2 separate regions of the Sus scrofa genome follow, and region 2 is linked to region 1. Evidence: chromatin contacts called from public HiChIP or PLAC-seq data. All regions are on one chromosome and are shown on one strand. Each heading gives the region's core, a stretch centred on a gene start, on an enhancer-like site or on the middle of the called end of the contact. The rest is flanking DNA. Distances are from core to core; before and after follow the strand shown.

The links. HiChIP or PLAC-seq counts read pairs in DNA pulled down with a chosen protein or histone mark.
Region 2: an H3K27ac HiChIP or PLAC-seq map of alveolar macrophages shows a contact between it and region 1. The contact joins the enhancer-like site here to the promoter of LOC110261101 in region 1. A contact is called at or near these places in 2 of 5 promoter capture datasets (fetal liver and liver), 6 of 47 Hi-C or Micro-C datasets (embryonic fibroblasts, fetal heart ventricle, liver and 1 more) and 2 of 2 datasets of contacts at active chromatin or transcription factors (alveolar macrophages and skeletal muscle).

Annotation. Positions count from the first base shown.
Region 1 is chr6:75,000,197-75,006,433 of Sscrofa11.1, reverse strand. LOC110261101 reads left to right here and starts at 4,014. Exons shown (of 1, transcript XM_021095392.1): 1 at 4,014-6,221. The coding sequence starts at 4,310. The coding sequence ends at 4,876.
Region 2 is chr6:75,098,473-75,104,709 of Sscrofa11.1, reverse strand. It overlaps SPEN (msx2-interacting protein), which reads right to left. Exons shown (of 16, transcript XM_021095393.1): 11 at 1,262-6,237; 12 at 646-1,259; 13 at 1-215. Among named protein-coding and RNA genes, the nearest start is that of ZBTB17, 43 kb to the left of the region's middle. Within about 2 kb of position 3,384, at least 7 of the 83 cell types and tissues checked have an H3K27ac peak or open chromatin away from gene starts, as enhancers often do. A contact at or near this core is called in alveolar macrophages, where this site is marked.

The sequences.
Region 1 (6,237 bases), core at 2,765-5,264:
GGAACTCCCTTTTTTCGCTTTTTTAGAGCTGCACTTTTGGCCTATGGATATCCCAGGCTAGGGGTCAAATCAGAGCTGCAGCTGCCAGCCTATGCCACAGCCACAGCAACACAGGATGTTTAACCCACTTACCAAGGCCAAGGATTGAACCAGCATCCTCATGGATACTAGTCCAGTTCGTTTCCACTGAGCCACAACGGGAACTCCTAGTAATGCTTCTTAATGTTTTTTTTTTTAATTTTTGTCTTTTGGGGGCTGCATCTGAGGCATATGGAGGTTCCCAGGCTAGGCGTTGAATCGGAGCTGTAGCCAATGACCTACACCACAGCCACAGCAACTCCAGATCTGAGCTTTGTCTGTGACCTACACCACAGCTCATGGCAATGCCAGATCCTTAATCCACTGAGCGAGGCCAGGGATTGAACCTGTGTCCTTATGAATGCTAGTCAGATTTGCTTCCACTGAGCCATGATGGGTGCTCCCTAATGCTTCTTTAAATCACATAACTGCCTCAGTGTTTTGCTATTAATCTTCAGGATGGTAATGATTGCTAATTTTATATAATATACCATAATTAGAAACCTGAAACATCTTGGCTTAAAATAAAACCACATCCTATTTAAAGACTAGGTAGGACATGATATATTTCTGAATTAAATGCTAGAATATTTTTGTTGTTTTGGTTTTTTTTTGGCTGTGCCCACGGCATGCAAAAATTCCTGTGCCAGAGATTGAACCTGCAGGGCAACAATGACAACACTGGATCCTTAACCTGCTGATCCACCCAGGAACTCCTGAATGCTGGAATTTTTTTAGTTTTTTTAATTTTTAAAAATTTTAATTATAGTTGATTTATAATTTTGTGCCAATTCCTGCTGTACAGTAAAGTGACTCAGTCATACACACACGCCTTTTTTTTTTTTTTTTTTTTTGCTGTTTAGGGCCAAACCTGTACATATGGAAATTCCCAGGTTAGGGGGTCAAATCGGAGCCACAGATGCCCACCACAGCAACACAGGATCCGAGCCCAATCTTCGACCTACACCACAGCTCGAGGCAGTGCCAGATCCCCAGCCTACTGAGTGAGACCAGGGATCAAACCCACATCCTCATGGACACTAGTTGGATTCGTTTCCACTGTGCCACAACGGGAACTCTCTGTTTGTTTGTTTTTTTATATTATTTTCCATCATGGTCTACCCCAGGAGATTGGATATAGTACCCTGTGCTATACAGTAGGACCTTACTGTGATCCATTCTAAATGTAAAAGTTTTCATCTACTAACCCCACAATCTAAGTCCATCCTACTCCCTCCCCCCACCCCCTTGGCAACCACAAGTGTGTTCTCTATGTCTGTGATTCTGTTTTATATGGAATTATTATTATTATTATTACTGTCTTTTGAGGGCTGCACTCGAGGCATGTGGAGGTTCCAGGCTAGGGCTCGAATCAGAGCTATAGCTGCTGACCTACACTACAGCCACAGCAATGCAGGATCCGAGCCACACCTGCAACCTACACCGTAGTTCATGGCAACACTGGATCATTAACCCACTGAGCAAGGCCAGGGATGGAACCCTCAACCTTGTCAGATTTGTTACTAGTCAGATTTGTTTCCACTGAGCCATGACAGGAACTCCTCTACGGAATCATTTTTAAATTTATACTTAAACATTTAAATGTCAGTATTTTGATAAAGGAGATAACAGAATTTTTTCAGGCTATATGCTACAAAAGTCTTGGGAACCATCCCTTACAATTCTATTTAGAAAATACTTTGGCTGAAAAGCATTTATCTCAAGATAACTCTCTTTGCTAGATTTACTTAAAACGATATTTCTAAGAAAACAGAACAAGCAGGTCATAACTAAAGATTTCACTGTAGGAGTTCCCATCATGGCACAATGGTTAACGAATCCGACTAGGAACCATGAGGTTGAGGGTTCGGTCCCTGCCCTTGCTCAGTGGGTTAAAGGATCCGGTGTTGCCGTGAGCTGTGATGTAGGTTGCAGACGCGGCTCGGATCCTGCGTTGCTGTGGCTCTGGCATAGGCCGGTGGCTACGGCTCCGATTCGACCCCTAGCCTGGGAACCTCCATATGCCTCGGGAGCGGCCCAAAGAAATAGCAAAAAGACAAAAAAAAAAAAAAAAAGGAATTCACTGTATACTGTTAGCTGGTGGGAGGGGCCAGGTGAGATGAACTAAAAAAAAGGGGTTTGTGTTTTCCCCACCCCTACAAATAATTTAAACACACACTCAAGCCTAAATCCTTTACTTTAAAAAAAATTTTGCCTGAAAAAGTGGCTTTACACCAGGTTACTTTTGTCCTTCATAGTTTTCAACTTAAATGTATTGTTTCCCTCAACATCAGTTTCCCAAGACTCTAATTATCAGATAGCACATAAGTACTTTGATGCTGGAATTCCCATTATGGCTCAGTGGTAACAAACCCAACTAGTCCAAGAGGACTAGGGTTTGATCCCTGGCCCTGCTCAGTGGGTTAAGGATCAGGTGTTGCTGTGAGCTGCGATGTAGGTTGCACACATGCTCTGATCCGCTGTGGCTGTAGCTGTGGCATAGGCTGTCAGCTGCGGCTCGGATTTGATCCCCTAGCCTGGGAATTTCCATATGCTGTGGTGTGGCCCTTTTAAAAACGTGTTTTTTTGATGTTATGCCTATTTAAATTTGCAAAACGTACATAGTCAAAAATTCTCCACCCCTTACTTTGTAGCGTTATCCTTACTGTAGGAAATTTGTTTTAAAGACTCTCATTAACCATAATTTTTTAAGGCAGAATCTCTGATAGATATTCTGAAAATTCAAGGGACTGCTGATCTGGTCGTTTCCAACCCTCAAATAACAGAACAGCCTTGTTAGCAGAGGTAGAACTCTTGCTATTACTCTAATTGCTTGCTAGTACTTCAACAGCCTCAACATAGCTAAGAGTTCTTAGGAATCTGGCACTAACTCAAAATTCTCACCAGGAAAGAAAGATCTCCCTTCTTTAGGACCCATCGGGTGGCTCCGCCCAGAGCGATGACCTAGACTGACCTCGGACTCGGGCGTGGTCAATGGCTCACTAGCACCTGCGGGGAGTTAGCAGGTGCTGAGACCATAAAATGCCAAATAACAACTGCCACATCAGTCTTTACAGCCCCCAAATTGCCCTCTTTGCGAGCAAGCTCCCTCTTTTAAAACCTTACATCTCTGAGGCTCCGAAGGTACATTATACCGCGGTACCGAATATAGGAAGGCAATTACTCCATCAGGGAAACGAAGTTACTTCAAAAAGAAGAGTGGCAAGGAAAGGAAGACCGGACAAGTAGTAGCAAGCTTCCATGAGCCAGGGGACCTTATTTAACCCGCTGGATTTCAAAACGGGGTTGGATGGAAGTGGATTACATGGTAAGGTAAAGAGCCTGGTTGGGAGGCGGGGATTAGTTTTTTCAAAAGCCCACAACCCTGGCAGTAATTTCCAGGGCAGTCCTAAAGGAAGAGGAAAGGAAAACAAAACAATAGGCACCTTAAGAGTAAAGGCGGTTACTATGGTTACCACGCTCCAAGCTCAATTCTGCAAATGGAGACCGAGCGGTACGCCAAGGCCCTTTGTCTGTATCCACGCACCGACCCAGCTGCCAGCCCCGCCAGCCCGAGCAGAGGCTGGTGTCAGGACCAAGGGCAGCGTTCCAAAAAATGAACACCTTTATTTTGGCTTAGTGAGCAAGAACTGCAGTCTGCTCGGAAGCCAGCTGGGCCATCACGCAGTCCCTCGGCCAAGGATGTTTGGAGAAGGGTCCAAACACACTCCAGTCACCAACTCGAGTGAGGATTCATTCTAAACATGGCGCAGGCAGGGGTGGAAAGGGGCCAAGAGACACAGCTCAGCCTCAGCTCTTAAGAAACAAAGGGAAGGCCACTCTCCAGAAAACCCGCTGGAGGTAATTAATAACCCCTCAAAAGGTTAGTTCCGCAAGTGGGAGCAGAGAATACAGTGAGTAGGGAACAACCGAGGTGTTCAGACTCACTTCACATCAAACATATTACCGCTGGCCACGCGGAAAAAGAGCCCGGCACAGACAAGCCGGTGCACAGGCGCGCGGAGCAGCGACTCCCCAGTCTTCTCCCAAAGGCGGGGGAGTTGACCTAACGCGCTTGCGCAACGATGGAACGTTGGGGGAGGGGAGAAAAACTTTTCCCTTCATTGTGAGAGAACCGCCCCGCCCATCACACGGCGAACGCGCGCGCACACGCACCACTCTCACACTCGCACACGCGCTCGCGCTGAGCTTGCCGCCTAGTGCTCCGCGCATGCGCCGGAAGGGGACCGGTGTCCTACCCTGCGGCATTTTCGCGAGTTTCCCTGAGAAGTTTCTGGAAAGACGGAGCCCAAGGGAACCTGGGGGATGGGGAGCGCAGAAAAGGGAGCGTTTGGGAGAGGAAAATTTAAAAAATCTGAAGTACACCGTCGCTGCCTTGCTTCCATCCATCAAGCCACAACCACAGCAAAGCCCAAGCCCACAAGACCTTCACGCCAGGGTGGAAAAGCATGAGGACTGCAGCAGCTGCTCCTTCCTCTGCCCTGAGCCCGGGCATTGCAGGGGGAGGGCAGGGGAGAAAGGTGAAATGCATAAAAAATGCTCACTGGATGTTTGTGGAGTGGAAGCTGACATCCTTGCTTTGGAGCTGCCCTTGCACTCTTGGGCCACCATGGCTCTTCGCTGCGCTCTCGAGTGTGGGCTCAGCGTGTTGGGATTCGACGTGGCCACCGAAGGACGCGTGGGGCTTTGGCCTCCCTTCCATAATTTACCATTACTTGGGGGCCTCTTTGAGCGCCCCCCCCCCTTGCCTGTATTGACTTCGGCGACCTGGAGCTAGAGCTTTGAGCAGGGGAGACCCTAAGGAACAGGCGCTCCCTGCCTGCGAGGGGCCAAGGGGGCATCGTGGGCGGGCAAGGGTCTCCTGGCAGGGTGTGTGGGGCTCAGTGTTTTGCAGCTTGCAAGCTCTTTGAGAGTCTCCAGCAGAAGGGGCCCTTTGGAAGCGTAGAGCCAGCGCAGGCACAAAGGCGCCCGGCTGTTTGGGCTCTAGGGTTGTCGGGCGGGGCGGCGTGGGAAGGCCAGGGTGTCTCCACGCGGCCACGGAGGCGCCCCAGTGCTCTGGGCTCCCAGGTGTCGTCAGAAGGGAGCTGGGGCTGGTATTGCTGCGCTAGAGGGGAGGGGCCTGCGGCGGGCGCCTTTTATTTCTCCTCCAGCTCTAACTGGGGGGGATCAGCTCGGCTGCCATTTTGTGGCGCGGCCGCCATTTCGTGTGGCCGCGGGGGGCAGGGTGATGGGGGAGGGGCGCGCTGCCGGCGGGGAGGGGCGGGGCCGGGCCGACGCGCAGGCTGCCCAAGGAGCGAAGGCGGGCGCGTCCCCTTTGTTCTTTGCCTTTGGGCTTGGGCTCTGCCGCGACCCGCCCCGGACACGCGCTGGGTGCACGCGGCGTGTGAACCTCGGAAAAGCACCGAGAGGCGTGCACGGAGTCTCAAATCCTTTCTGCCTTCTAAGCCCTTCAAAAGTGGGACTTTTCGGGGAGATTCCCCGGTGTGGTGCGTGGTGGCTTAAGGATCCAGGGTTGCCGCTGGCTTGGGGGGCTGATGTGGTGTAGGTTGCAGGGGAAGTTCCACAATGCCACGGGGGCGCAGCCAAGAAAATTTTAAAAATGGGACTTCTCCCCGCCCCCCCTTGCAGTGTGAAAGGGATTGAATTTACGAGGCAGTGCTCAGACCTCAGGAGAGGGAAGCTATAATTTCACCCTGAGAGTGAAGGCGCTTTCTGCAGTAGTAAAGCCGGTGGCATGCTATGCCTTGAGCCACAGTGGCGTTCTGCAAATAGAAGTTAAAATGCAGAGCTGGGAGACCCAACAATGGTGCTCAACGCCAGTGTGTGACCGAGAGGTCGGTCGCTTTAAAAAAAAAAAAAAGACTTTGAAGTGCTGTCAGCCCGTAGGAGAAGCCAGACATTGCGTTTCATTGGCTGGCTGTGAAGCACGCACTGCGCAACTATTTTCAGATCAGGTTTTATAGCCCATTATTTATATCTGAGCTATAAACTGGAACAATAGATTGGAATATGTTATTTCTGCCTATTGAGAACGTCTTCCATTTGACTTCTTTTTAAAAATCCCTTATGAGGATGTAAATAATGAATTGACTCAATAAAATATTATGTGTCTTCCAGTGTCATTTCAAATCCTGAAAG
Region 2 (6,237 bases), core at 2,135-4,634, 99 kb before region 1:
GGTACACTGGGGAGGCGCGGCTGTTCTACTCCTGTCTGGGTCCCCTTGGCCTCCTGGGAGACTGGAGGCATCTTGCTGCTTGGTGGCTGGCCTGGCTGGCTGAGCTGGGCGGGCTGAGTGGGCTGGGCAGGCTGGACAGACTGCACAGGCTGGAGAGGCTGGGAAGACTGCGCAGGCTGAGTGGGCTGTAAGGGCTCGCCTTCAGGAGGGGCACCCTGGGGGGTGGGGGGAGAGAAAGGGTCGGAGTCAGAGCCTGTTATGCACAAACAACATCTTGCCCCCAACCGACCAGCCATGGGCCCCTGGGCCGGTCAGCTGCAGGGCCATCTCCTGTCGCCAGGCCCCCCAGAAGGAGCTTTAACATGATGGGTGTGCCCATGGGCATTCAGGATTGAGGATTCTGGTAAGAGATCACCTCTCCCCAGTCCTGTCCCCCAAAATGGTCACCTCTTCCCTGCCTTCTCACCCATGCAGGCAAAAGCCAGCACTCTACCCACTCCCTGGGTTCTCCAAGCTGTGATCTGATCCCTTCAGCCCCACACTGAGAACGCTCCTCTTTAAATCCACAAGAACAACACACGTCAGGGACCTTGCTGGCACCTCCCCCACTATCTGGACCGGAAGCCAGATCCCGGGCACGCTCACCTGAGTGGGAGCCTTGGTCCGGGGAGGCAGGCCGATGGAGGCAGCAGCTGGAAACTGCGTGTGTGTGAGCTGCGCCGGGCTGTGGTAGGTGCGGATGTCTCCGTACCTGTACTCCTGAAACAGCTCCCCGCTGGAGTGCACGATCTGCACCCCGTGGGTCACCACCACGGGCGGGGTCAGGGGCAGCCCCTGGAGCTGGTTGCTGGGGGTGACTGTGAGGATGCGGGCCTCACCGTGAGAGGCTGGGGCGGGGGCAGCTTTGGCATCTGCCGTCTTGGCAGCATCTTTCACTGGCTGCTGAGGGGCCTTGCTGGCTGGGGGCACCTTCACCACCCCATCTGCTGCCCGGGGCTGCTCGCTGACCGCCGTCACGTGAGGATGCACCATGATCCTCACATCCCGCGGCACGGTGTATGGGTGCAGTCGGTACTCGGACTGCATGACCAGCACCTCCGACTGCACAGGGGCTGCAGCTCGAGCAACAGGGAGATGATAATGCACCTCTTCCTCAGGAGGGTGCTGGGAGGCCAGGGCGGGCACACCGGCCGGGGCTGGCTGGGGGGTGCCTGCACGCTGCGGGGCCCGGACCTCTACCTGCTGGGGCTGCAGGGGGCCCGAGGAGAGTGAAGCGTCTCTGGCCGGATGCTGTAGGTGATGCTGGGCAACGTGGGCGTGCTCATCCTCACCTCGCCCTGCGACAGGTGGCCGAGGGACACAGTCTGGGTGATGCTGTGGGGCGGCATGATGACAGACTGCTCTGGGTGAATGCTAGAGATGAACTGAGGCACAGGGATGCCTGCAGCCAGCATGACTGTGGCGTTGGTGGAGAGCGCGGTGGACGTGGTGCTGCTGGGGTGGCACGCCCTGGGGAACGGGGTCGGAGCTGGCCCGCTAGGTCGAGGGGAATGGGCATCTGGCTTTGTGGCCGCTAAATGGGAGACAGTTCGATCTGTCGGGGTGCTGGGCCCCGAAGAGACATGGTTCACTTCCGCAGGCAGTTTGCTGGGCAGCGCAGGAGGGTGGTGGGGAGTAAGAGTGGAGCCCAGGTTCGCCGGTTGAAGGACCTTGGTCTCTATTTTGAGGGTGACAGGGTCAGCGAGCTTTTTGTTAGTGGTGACTATGCTTGGGGTGAGGACCAGCTGGTTGTGCACCAGCACCGGGGGTGTGTTTATGCCCTGGGTGAGGACCTTCACTGTGCCGCCCTGGGTGACAGGTGTGGACACAGAGAGGTGGATGGGCTCAGGCTTCTCCAAGGACGGCCGGTCGGCCTTGACAGATGAAATCACGGGAGATGCATTATACGTCTGGGCAGTCAGTACCAGGGTCGAATGCGTGGCCACGTTTGCGTAGCCCGAAGGAGCCTGAGGGCCTTTGGGTGGAGGCTGCGATGGCGGGACGGAGTCAGGTTTGACCTGGGATTTGGACACCGACTGTTGGAACTCAATGTCCATTGCACTTGCTGGGGGGATCTGGCTAATCTTGGCGCTGATCCGCTGCGGGCCTTCCGTCTTCTGCCCCGAATAGCTCAGGAGTACAACCCCTTCTGAAGTGTTCACGCGCAGCCCAGTGCCAGAGGCCGCGTCTGCCGGGCGGTCGTCAATCACCGACATAGACCCTGGGTGGAACCGACTGTTGTCATTAGAGCTGGATCTCTGTTTGCACTTTGCCGAAGGTGCGATCACTGCACCTGCCACAGTCACAGCACCTGTTGTTGCGGCAGTCACAGCCCCAGAGGCAGCAGTCACGGCGCCTGCCGTGACTGTCACTGTGCCTGGGGTGGCACTCACCACGCCGGTGGCAGCGCTCACTGTGCCCACGGTGGCGTTCACTGGAGTGGTGAGAACGTTCACAGGGCCTGTGAGAACGTTTACGGGTCCCTTCAGGACATTCACGGGGCCAGCAGGAGTGTTCACCAAGCCCTTCAGCGTGGCCACTGGGCCCTTCCCGGGGCCTTTCAGGGCGGTCACCGGGCCAGTCAGAGCATTCACTGGGACCAAGGAGACATTCACCAGGCCAGTCAGGGCGCTCACCAGGCCAGTCAGGGTTTGAGGAGCTGGTTTGGCCAGAGTTATCTTTTGGGAATTTTCCAAATCAATGCTGACAGGCATCCGGCTAATAACAGAAGTAATTTTGGGAGCAATGACTGGAGTCACCTTTTCTTTGTCTGTGGCCACTGGAACCTCTGAGGCCTGTGTGTCAGTGGTGTTAGTTACTGGAGCTGCCGGTTTTTCTTCTAAAAGAGGCTTTTTGGATTCAATTGGAGGGGGCAATGCCTCATGCAGGCAAGGGGTGGCACTGACAGGCTCTGCAATGGCCGTTGTGACACTTGTGGAAGTGACACCCGTGGCAGATACGTATTTCGGGTCCATGAGGATCTTCCGCAGTGTACTGGAGCTGGTGTCTATGTCAGAGGCCTTTGTGTCTGGGGGAAGGGCCGGAGACGGCGTGGACTGTGCCCGAGGCTCCTCCTGCCTCGTGATCCACTCTGTCACCTTGGCTGGGGGGCTCTGGTGTGGGATCCCCGCAGTAGTGACAGGGGCTGGGAGTTTTGCTATAGTGACAGAAGGAATGGGGGGTGTGGGCATGCTTGAGTCACTGGGCGGGGTCACTGGGTCACTCTCTATGATGGAATGCACCTTGAATCTGGCTTGAGGCTCCTCATCTGAGGGGGCTGGCTGTGAGGGAGGGAGAAGGTCTGGGAGCACAGTCGCTTTGGCTGGAGTCTTTTCCTCAACACTGCTTTCTTGGGACAAAGTCTCCTGGGGTGGAGTCTTGCTTGGGTCAGAAGCACATGACTCAGGGGGAGTGGACTGGGGTTTGTCACTCTGCTTTTCCTCCTGTGGAGTTTCTGGGGCTTGTATTACTATTCCCTCATCTGTTGCAGGGCTCTTGCTTTGAACTTGGTCAGGTTCAGAGACATGGTTCTCTGTAGTGCCCCCTGTTTTCTTGTTTGCGTTCCTTTTGCGACGCGATCGAGTTATCTTCTGGCGCCCTTTGTCTTTCCGAGCAAGAGTAACTTCTGCTTCTTTTGATCCTTTGGCTTCTGGCACTGGATGGGAGGTTTCACTACTGTTTCCTCTGGCTTCCTTGGCATCTGCTAGGCCTGCTGAGGAGTCAGGCACACTGCCTGGTGGCTTAGAAGATTCTGTAGCAGCTTCAGTCTCCAAGATGCCAGACACAGCCTCATGCATCTCAGGCTCCAGTCCTTCCTCAGGAGGCTGCAGGGCTGTCTGAGATTCTGCAGGGTAAGGGGGCGGTGCTGGGAAGTTTTCTGGTTCTCCAGAAAAGTCATTGATGATGGAACCGATGGCCGCAGCCAGCTCTGTTTCGCTGGCTTGGTGTGCGGGCTTGTCCCTGTCCCCTGCAGAGAGGCCCTCTGAGGCATCTGCAGCTGCCGCCTTGAAAGCCGAGGGGGTGGAGGTCTCTGTGAGCTTCTCAATGTTCTCCACTGCTTGCTCCAGCTCCATCTGCTTGGCTAACTGATTGGCTTCCGGCGATGCCTTAGAGGCAGACACATCTTCCTTCTCTGGCTCCTTGTTGGGCTCGGCAGGCTCCCTGCTCAACAGTGATGATGAACTACCCTCCTTCTGAGGGCTCTCGCTCTTCTCAGAGGAGACTCCCACAACCCCAGCCTCCTTCTCCACGGGCAGCCCCACAGGGCTGGCCGCCACAGTGGGACTTACAGTGGCTTCCACATTTTTCAGATTTGCAGATTTGTCCGCCGCTGACCTAGAGTTTCGAGATCTTCCTCTCTTTGACTTGGAGTTTTTCTCAGGGGCTGTTTTCTTCTCCACCATTTCAACTGGGGGGGCTTCAGGTGGATTTCTGTCTGTGCTTACTTCTTTTCTGTCACGTTTCTGTTCACTTCCTGCTTCTTCTTTATCAGCCTTGGATCTCGTGTTATTTTCTTTCACATTTACTTGGGGACTCACCTCACTGGTGGCCTCAGGACGTTCGGCATCAACTTTCGGTTCATTTTTCCCCTTTTTCCCTTGCTGGCCACCAGCAGCTACTTTTTGGGATCGTGGAGATCGCCATCCCTCGGCTGGTTTGACTGTCTCCACTGGTTCTTTTGCCTCAGTCTCGTCATCTTCGTCAGCTCGACGGCGTGTTTTCGGAGGCCTCCCCCTCCTAGGGGTTGTGGGAGCTGCTGCCGCCTCCTGAAGCTCCCGCTCCAGTCTCTTCCTGGTCACTCGGGGTTGCTCAACAGGCTCCTTGACTGGAGAGCGGCTCTCATGGTCACCCATGGTTGCGTAGACACTCCTTACATTCCGGCGCCTGGTTCGGCTGAGGGGCAAGCTTGGCTCAGGTTGTTCATGGTCTGCGGCTGAGTTTTTAGAGGCAGTTCTGGTAATCTTCTCTGCCTCCATCTTCAATTCTAAAAGCTTCTGTGCCTCTCCCCGAGGAGAACTGGACCGCTTAAGCTTTTCGCGGTCTATCCGCTCACTCTTCCTTGTGACCGGCTTCTCCACGATGCCTGCTGCAGCTGCCTGAACGGGGGTCTTGGAACGTTTACTTTTGTTCGGTTTTTTATCTTTTGCAGCCACTGGAGGATCAACCTCTACATCTTCAGTAGCCGGAGGCAGAACTTCAGGAACAACTTCGGCTGTTGGATTTGCACTAGGTTCAACATTAGCAGCTGAGTCTGGCTTCTCCACTTTTGGCTCATCGGCTTCCTCGGGCTTCTGAATCGGTTTTGAAGGTGTTTGGGTTTTGCCAGGTTCTTGATCTACACTGAGCTCTACCTGGGAAAATGAGGCCCCGGGAGTTGGAGGCTTGGCATCCAGATAAGGCAGCTGATCAACTGATGAACTTTCCTCAACAGCTAAAGGAGTCTCAGCAACATCTTTCCTGGTGTCCCCTCCTGGAGGTGAGTCCACTTGTTCAGGCTGTTGTTCCACAGCGATGGGAGCAGGTTCAGAGACGGGTTTTGCTTCTTCCGAGACAGAGGCTGGCTCCGTGGTCTTCTCTTCTGTCACTGAGGGCACTTCCCCTGTTTTTTCAGCAGCTGTCTTCTCCAGTGATGATGATGCCGACTCTGGAGCTACAACCGTGACACTAGGAGGTCCAATCGAAGACAGAGTTTTCGGTTCCAACTCTTTATTCTCAGAAGCAGATTCGGGGGTCTTGGGATGATCCTCTGTATCGTCCTGCTTCTCCATCTCTTTGGGTTTTTGGTCTTTTTCTTTTTCTTTCTGTTGCATTCGTGTGAGTTCTACAAACCTGCTGTGGAAAAGAACTACTGGCTCTTGAATGAAATCACTCGTGCTATTCACTCCATCAGATGTCTGCCTCCCGTACAACCTGCCAGAAACAAAGTCGGATTCTTCATCTTTTCTTTCTAGATGCTGCAGTCGCTTGGAATCTTGTTCAAAGATTGAGCTGTGTAAAAAACGGGAAGCAAATAACTCTTGTCTTTCCTGTTCTTCTTCTTTATGGTCATCTTTTTTATCATCCATTTTTCCTTCTGAATCAGTCCGAATTTTCTTCTTTTTCATGTACCAGGATGGAATAGGTCTTGGAGCAGAGTCTACCTTTTCTTTATCTTTGTTGTTCCGAAAATTAGCAAATCGGGAATCCCAATCGAGAAAA